Regions from separate parts of the Macaca mulatta genome. Here region 1 is linked to region 2. The links are chromatin contacts, called in public Hi-C maps. All regions are on one chromosome and are shown on one strand. The core of a region is the stretch at or near the end of the contact, and the rest is flanking DNA. Distances in the headings are between cores, read along the strand shown. Region 1 holds the start of CAPZB (capping actin protein of muscle Z-line subunit beta). Region 2 holds the start of NBL1 (NBL1, DAN family BMP antagonist).

The links. A called contact is a pair of places that touch in the nucleus more often than the background predicts.
Region 1: a Hi-C map of cortical neurons shows a contact between it and region 2, with 3 times the contacts expected there. The contact joins the promoter of CAPZB here to the promoter of NBL1 in region 2. A contact is called at or near these places in 5 of 14 Hi-C or Micro-C datasets (blood, cortical neurons, fetal cortical plate and 2 more).

The regions. Positions count from the first base shown.
Region 1 is chr1:221,487,588-221,491,196 of T2T-MMU8v2.0, reverse strand. It overlaps CAPZB (capping actin protein of muscle Z-line subunit beta), which reads right to left and starts at 1,952. Exons shown (of 10, transcript XM_077972150.1): 1 at 1,851-1,952.
Region 2 is chr1:221,334,356-221,337,951 of T2T-MMU8v2.0, reverse strand. It overlaps NBL1 (NBL1, DAN family BMP antagonist), which reads left to right and starts at 1,416. Exons shown (of 4, transcript XM_028838653.2): 1 at 1,416-1,552. LOC114673966 (a long non-coding RNA gene) reads right to left here and starts at 2,214. Exons shown (of 3, transcript XR_003724838.2): 1 at 2,056-2,214.

The DNA of each region.
Region 1 (3,609 bases), core at 703-3,202, 150 kb before region 2:
GCTCCTCCTGGGGGACTGGGGCACTTTCCCATCACCTGGGGAGCATCACCGCTTCCTGCCGCATACTTTGTCTTCAGTGCACACTCAGCAACGAAACTTCAGCCCACTTTCAAAGTCCTCACCCAACACTGCCCTGGAGAAGTTGTGCTCCACCCAGACCTGGGGTCAAAACAAGGCCTCCCCAAACAAGGAGTTTTCAGCCAACGTCACTGGAGAAATCCGAAGGCCTTAAAAGTGGCATTGCCCCTGTTTTTAATCAGCATACAGGAAGGTATCAAAAGAAAGCTTAACTCATCTCAACTCCTCACCCTCGTTCAGCAGCAACATCCCTTGACTAAACAAGGAACCAGGGTCCTCATAACACTTTGAGGCCCAAAGCCCACATACAAATATGCTCCAAAAATCCCTTGACCCTGTCAGGAAGTTCTCTGGCCCTTCCAACCTAAGTGCTGGGCCTGTCCTGCGGAATGATCAAGAGGCAGGAGTGCAGGTCTATCTGTGGGGGCCTATGTGAAGCCCCAGGTTCCTCAAAAGTCTGGATAGCATCTGCCTTCTTTACCAAATCAAACACTACGAGTGGAGCCAGCACTCTCCCTCGGAGTTCTGCTCACCTGATCCGAGGGACTTCCATAATCAGCAGTTCCAACCCTTACAAGCTGACAGTTCAGAGGGAAGGGGAGGCTGCGCCTGCTCGGGTGCATGGTGTCCAGGCCATATGCTGGATCCTGGGCCTGCTGGCCCCCCAAGGCCATGGCCTCACAAGGGCGATTGTGCGTTCATCCTTGTCCTGTGGGCCACCCACCCTCAGCCCTCAGCTCCCACTCAGGCCTGGGCGCCGCGGACCCCGGCCCGCCCTGCAGGACGCTTCGCAAGCACAGCACCCACGGCGGCGACCTCGAGAAGGGCCCGCAGCGCAGCGCGCTGCCTTCTGAGCACACCGATGCCCGCCTTTCCCTCGCTGGCTCCCAAGCGGCCTCCCTAGAAGGGGCAACTGAGAAGGCACAGCACCGGGACCACCCCATCCCTGCTGGAGAGTTCCCCTCGCTTCCCGAAGGCTGCAAAGAAGGCGCGCCCCAGGTACAGGGAAGGGTACCCTGGGTCGTGCACGGGGCAGGGGGCAGAACCCTGATGAGAGGGTCAGGGCGGAGACCGAGCGGGGCTGACGCAGGTTACGCTAGGAGTGGCGAGAAGTCCAGGGAAGGGGATCACGGTGGGGAGGGGGCAGTGAGGTCCAGGCGGGGCCATGGGCGGAGGAGAGGAGGTCCAGATTTAAGATCACAGAGGGATGAGGAGATTCAGGCTGAGGCCACGGAGAAGAGGGGAAGCAAACCTAGACCGCTGCAGGAAGGGCTGACCGGGGTCCAGCCTGAGGCCATGGAGAAGGCAAGGGAGGGAGGGAGGCAGCGGCCTAGCCTGGGCCATGGCAGGGAGAAACGACGGCCTAGCCTGGGCGGGAGAGACGGGGGAAAGCAGACCTAGCCCTAGACCGGGGGAGGAAGGGGGCCCACGCCAGGGTCACCGGGGGGGGTGCCTGGCTGGGGCCACGGTTCGGGAGGGAAGGTCTAGCCTGGGCTATGGGAGAGACCAGCCTGGACACAGAGGTGGTGAGTGGGACTCCAGCTTGTGCCAAGGGCGAGGGCTGGGAGCGGGGGCAGGGTCACTGCCACCCAAGTCGTCCGCGCCGGCGGCACCCTCCTGGGCGGGGAGGGACCGGGTCCACCCAGGGTCCGGGACCCCGCCCCTCCCCCACCCCGGGAAGCCACCAGTCCTGGGCCACGGATGGGCCGGGGGAGGGGGACGCGAGTTCCGGAGGGGCCCCCGGGCCGGGGAGGGGGCCGTGCGGCCTTTACCATGGTGGCGGCGGCGGCGGCGGTCCCGGTCCCGGCGTCAGTGGCTCTCCCCCCCGCAGCAGGGCCCGGCGCTTCCACTTCCCCGGGTGCCCAGGAGTGAACATCCGGGTCAGCGCCCCCCTCCCCCCGCGCCGGGCCGCCGCCACCTTCCTTCCCCGCCCCGGCCCGGCCCGGGCCCGCCCCCCACGCCGCCAGCTCGCGGCCAATGAGCGCGCGGGACTGCGGCGATCGCCAAGTATGGAGAGCGGCGCGGGAGGCGGGCACCGACGGGGTGCGGGGGCGGGGTCTGCGCGGCGGGGCGGGGAGCGGCGCGGCTCGCCTGCCGGGGGTTCCGGGCTCGGGGTACGGGGCTCGGGCCGGAGGGGTGTCCGCGCTGTTGGAGGTCCAGTACCCGACTCTGGGCCTGCAGCAGCGGGTGTCGGCGAGGGAATCGCGCCCCACAGTCCCCGCGGACGGGGATGCGGAAGGCACCGGGGCTGTGAGGCGACCGGCCCTCTGCGCCCCACCCCGTGCACGCGCTCACTCCTGCGGCGCACCCGGAACTGCCGCCGAGCGGAGCGCGGCCCGGCCCGGCCGGGCCCAGCCCAGCCCATCCCAGTACGGGGCGAGCGCGCCGGTAGCTGGGCCGGAGCCCAGCGCTGCCGCTCGCTACGGCGGGACCTGGAGCGCCGCGCTGCACCTGAGCCCGGGCGGGAATTCAGGAGCCTCGGGCTGACACCATTTATTCAGCACCTACTATGTACCAGGCCTTGTTTAGGCACCGGAAGATAACAGATGAATAATAAGACATAAAGATCCCTGCCCGTATAGCTGCAGACAGAATAGCTGTGAGGATGACACAGGTAGAGATTAGAAAATTAAGTTCAACAGGCCCGGCGCGGTGACTCACGCCTGCTATGGAGGCGAGGCACTTTGGGAGGCCGAGGTGGGCCAAGGCCAAGAGATGGAGACCATCCTGGCCAACGTGGTAAAACCCCGTTTCTACTACAAATACAAAAATTAGCTGGGCCTGGTGGTGCCGACCTGTAGCCCCAGCTACCCGGGAGGCTGAGGCAGGAGAATCGCTTGAACCCGGGGGACAGAGGTTGCAGTGAGTCGAAATCGCGCCACGGCACCCCAGCCTGGCGACAGAGCAAGACTCTGTATCAAAAAAACAGCACTTTGGGAGGCCCAGACCGGCGGATCACGAGGTCAGGAGATCGAGACCATCCTGGCTAACACGGTGAAACCCCGTCTCTACTAAAAAATACAAAAAACTAGCCGGGCGAAGTGGCGGGCGCCTGTAGTCCCAGCTACTCGGGAGGCTGAGGCAGGAGAATGGCTAAACCCGGGAGGCAGAGCTTGCAGTGAGCTGAGATCCGGCCACTGCACTCTAGCCTGGGTGACAGAGCGAGACTCCGTCTCAAAAAAAAAAAAAAAAAAAAAAAAAAATACAGAAAAGAAAAAGAAAATTAAGTTCAACAAATGCTAACTGTTATGAGTACTGTTGGATGTGCTGCAGAGAACCATTCCATTTGCCCAGACGGGCTTCCTCTCTCCACAAGATGACTCAAGTTTCTCTCTCCCAATCTCTCTCTCTCTCTCTCTCCTCTCTCTCTCTCTCAATCAAATATTTGTTGAGCTTAGTCTAGGTGGCAGGAAACCTGGATTGCTAATAATATCTGCCCTCCGTGGCCTGTTTGCTTTGGTTAAATCAAATTAGGCGATCTGTGAGGGGATGGTAAACAGTACGGATGACAGGAATGTTTCCCTGAGCCAG
Region 2 (3,596 bases), core at 167-2,666:
CTCAAAATAATAGCAATAATAATAATAATAATAATTCAATCATCTCACCTGGCCTGCCCATAAGCAATGAAGACACTGAAATAAACACATGATTCCTGCCCTCAAGGTATAATGGAGGAAAGAGATGTACACAGCTATTCTAGAGGGAAACTGACATGAACAGAAGTTCTCATCCAGTGCTCCAGGATCACACTGGAGGAGGGAGATGCTCCCAGAGGGTCTTGGGAAAGCTTTCCAATCTGGTGCTGTTAGAATATTTGCCAGAGATGAAAGGAGGGGAAGGGAATTCCGGGTAGAGGGAAGGGCGCAGGAAACAGCTAGGAGGCACAGATGCAGGCTGGGTGTGGAGGGTGCGGGTAGGCTGGAGTACACCAGGGAGTTTCCAGCAGGCCACTAGGAGCCACCCAGGATGCTCGGCAACCTCATGAGTCAGACGAGCAGGGCTGCGTCTATCTGGAAGTTTCCAGCCAAGTTAGGTAAAACACATGGACACAGGTAACTATGCTGTAAAGCAAAATCCCCAAGTCCTACAATCGTGTCCCAGTGGTGTCCCTGGGCCACCACTTTCCAGGAGCAAAGTTATTTTCTTACCCCGTTGTTAAGCACACAGAGAAGGCACGGCCGCAATCCATCCACCCAAGTGCCCACTGATCAGATAGGAACCCCCGAGGTGAGGCTGGAAGCTGGGGCCAGGCGCTCCACTCTTCTCAGGAGTCAGAGAAGTGAGTTCATTTGCTGGCTTTCTAGTTCCTAATAGTCCCTGGGGCTTTTCGGGATGCTTAACAAGTGTGTGGGGCCGAGAGCAACGCTAGGATAACACTGGGCAAGGTTGAGTGACCCAGGTTACCAACAGCACGGACTTGAACCGGGTCGCATACCGGAGCGGGCGAGATGGGGTGCACCGCAGAACCGCAGAGTGAGGAGGGACTCCTGGTGCCGGGACGCGGCAGGCTGGGTCGCCCCATTCTTGAGGCAAGTCTGCAATGCCCGGTGCCCACAAAAGGGACACATCCATCTTTGTCACCCCGAGGCCTGGCACGGCCTGACGGCCCAGGCTCGCGAAAAGTCGGGCGGAGAGGGTGGAAGCGCAGAGAAACCCGGGGAGGGCGCTTTAGAACGGGCCAGGGCGCCCGGCTGCGCTGCCCTGCTTCTCGGGCGCCGGCCAGGCGTCCCGGCCGCCCCACCACGCCGTCGGAGCGCGCCGAAGCCCAGCCCGGGGCGGGCGGGCGGGGAGAGGGCCCGGGGCCCCGGCCGCTGCGGCGCCCCCTCCTGCGCACCCGGAGGGAGAGGCCGCGCGCGCCCGCCCGCTCTTTCTGCGCGCGGCCCTCCCCGCTGCCCCCGCCCTCGCGCCCTGTTTGGAGGGAGCCACCCTGACGTCGGAGCCGCTCCCCCGCGCCGCGCGCCCGCCCGGGGCCGCAGACGGCGCGCAGCGCAGCCCAGCCGAGCGTCGCGGGGCCGCCCCCAGTCCTGCCGGCCGCCTCGCCGAGCCTCCTGGGGCGCCCGGGCCCGCGACCCCCGCACCCAGCTCCGCAGGACCCGGCGGGCGCGCGCGGTAAGTCCCGCCCGGGCCGGCACGCGGGCGCCCGGCTTCCAGAGGCTTCGGCCGCGGGGGCAGCGCCGCGCCCCCAGCCCGGAGCTCCGTCCCCCGGCGCGTCCGGCGGCCGCGCCACCGGGTGGAGGCGCCGCCGCCGAGCCCGGGAGCCTAAGGGGACCTGGCGGACGCCTCCGGACGCCGGCGCTGGGGACGTGGGCGCGGCATGGGGTGGCCGGGGGGCACCGCCGTGCCCGGAGCCCGTCCCCAGACTCGCCCCGGGGTTCCGTTTCTCGATCGGAGTTTCCGCGACCGGGAGAGAGAGGGAGCGAGGGAGGGAGATGCGTGGCCGGGCGGGCCGGGCTCGCATGTCCCCCGGTCATGCCCGGGCCTCGCCGCGCCTCTCGGCTCTGGACGTTTCCGCCTCCCGCGGCCCCCTCTGCTTCGGTCCCCACGTCCGTGTGTCTGTCCCTCCGTCGCTCCGTTTCCGCCGCTCACTTTCCCCGGGTCTGCCCGTCTCTTACCGTTCCCTGTCTGCCTCCGTGTTCGGCTGCCCGCGTTTGTGTCTCTGCGCTGCCCTCCGTGGGGGTCTCGCCCTGTGTCTGCGCGTCTCCCTGACCCCCCGCCCTCCGATCCAGACAATCCCCCCAGTGTCGGAGGCTCGCCTTCCCCCAGCGGGGTTCACGAATAGTTTCCTAGACCGGGTGCGCCAAACCCTCCCCCTGCCTCCCGCCAGCCCCGAGGCCTGGCCCGGGTCATCTCCCTGGAATTGAGTCTGGGGCAGGGAGAGCCAGCCTTTCCGGGGGCTCAGTTTTCTTAAGAATTCCACCCCCGCGAGGCCGGCTGGACGACAGGCCCTGCTGCGGGCCACCTGCCCGGCCCGCTCCTAGGGCGGGGCGATTCTGATCTTTTACAAGCGGCGGCAGAGGGGGCAGCCGCCCGCCTTGGCGTGGCCGGGGGTTGGCGGGCATCAAGGGAGAAGGCCATACTTCCAGGCTTTCGGAGGCCCTGGCTCCCCTAGCTGGACGCCACCAGCCTGTAACTAGGGGCACCCCAGGAAAACAGAGGTCAGGGCTGGAGGCCAAAGACCGGGCGCTGGCCGGGAAGCAATTTGTCAACAAGGAGCCCCTTACCCTTTGTTACTGCGGAATGGGGCCTCCCTAGACTCCCCCAGATGCTGGGACTGCTTGGGCGTGGTTTGCCTTGAGTTGGGGCCAAAGAAAAGGCGAGGCTGCAGCGTTTCCTCGGTGACCCTCACCCCTCTCCACCCACCCCTGCAAACTGGACCTCTCTCCCGGGCCTGTGTTTTGGAGGGGTGGACACGGGAGTAGGTGTTCTGCATCGGCCAGCGATATGGCCTCATTATTTTAAAGTGAAATTTCAGGCTGAGTTTAGCTGCTTCCCCCGACCCACAACCCCAAGGGTCGGAGGCTGCCGGAGCGGGCAGGGTTGTTGGTGAGGTCTGCAGTGGAACTTCTGCTGAGCAGATGTGCAGCCCGGCCCTGCAGCAGCTCATTAGCATGGATTTGTTTTGGAGACTGTTTTTGGTCTGCGGGCAGGAGGGTCTGCGGTAAGGAAGGCCTTGGCCTGGGTTGGGGGGCTGGCACAGAGGTGGCCAGGGCTGGAAGGTGCAGGCAGGCCTGGGTGACACGGGCTCGGCCCTGTGTGTCCACCCCCTGGACAGTTGACTCATGCTCTCCCCAGTGCTGAAGGAAGGAAGGAAAAGCCACCCTGCCGTGAGACTGGGGTCGTGGAATCACAGTGGCCTTAAGCAGTATGCTGGAGCCAGGCTCCTGCCTGGGGGATCTGCTGAAATGGATGTTCCCGGCCAGGCTGCCCATTTTACAGGTTGCAAACGTGAAGCTTAGGGAGGGGAAGCAAATGGTCAGTGACTCGAGCTGTAACCATTAGATTCTCCTGACTCCAGGCACACAGAGAGCCAATGTATGAGCTTTGTCCAGAACTCGTCCTCAAACCCCAGGGTGAGCCCAGTAAACCCAGTCGGGCTGACCAGAGCTGGGGCCTGACCTGGGTGAGCAGGGAGCCCCAGGCCTGACACTGCCTT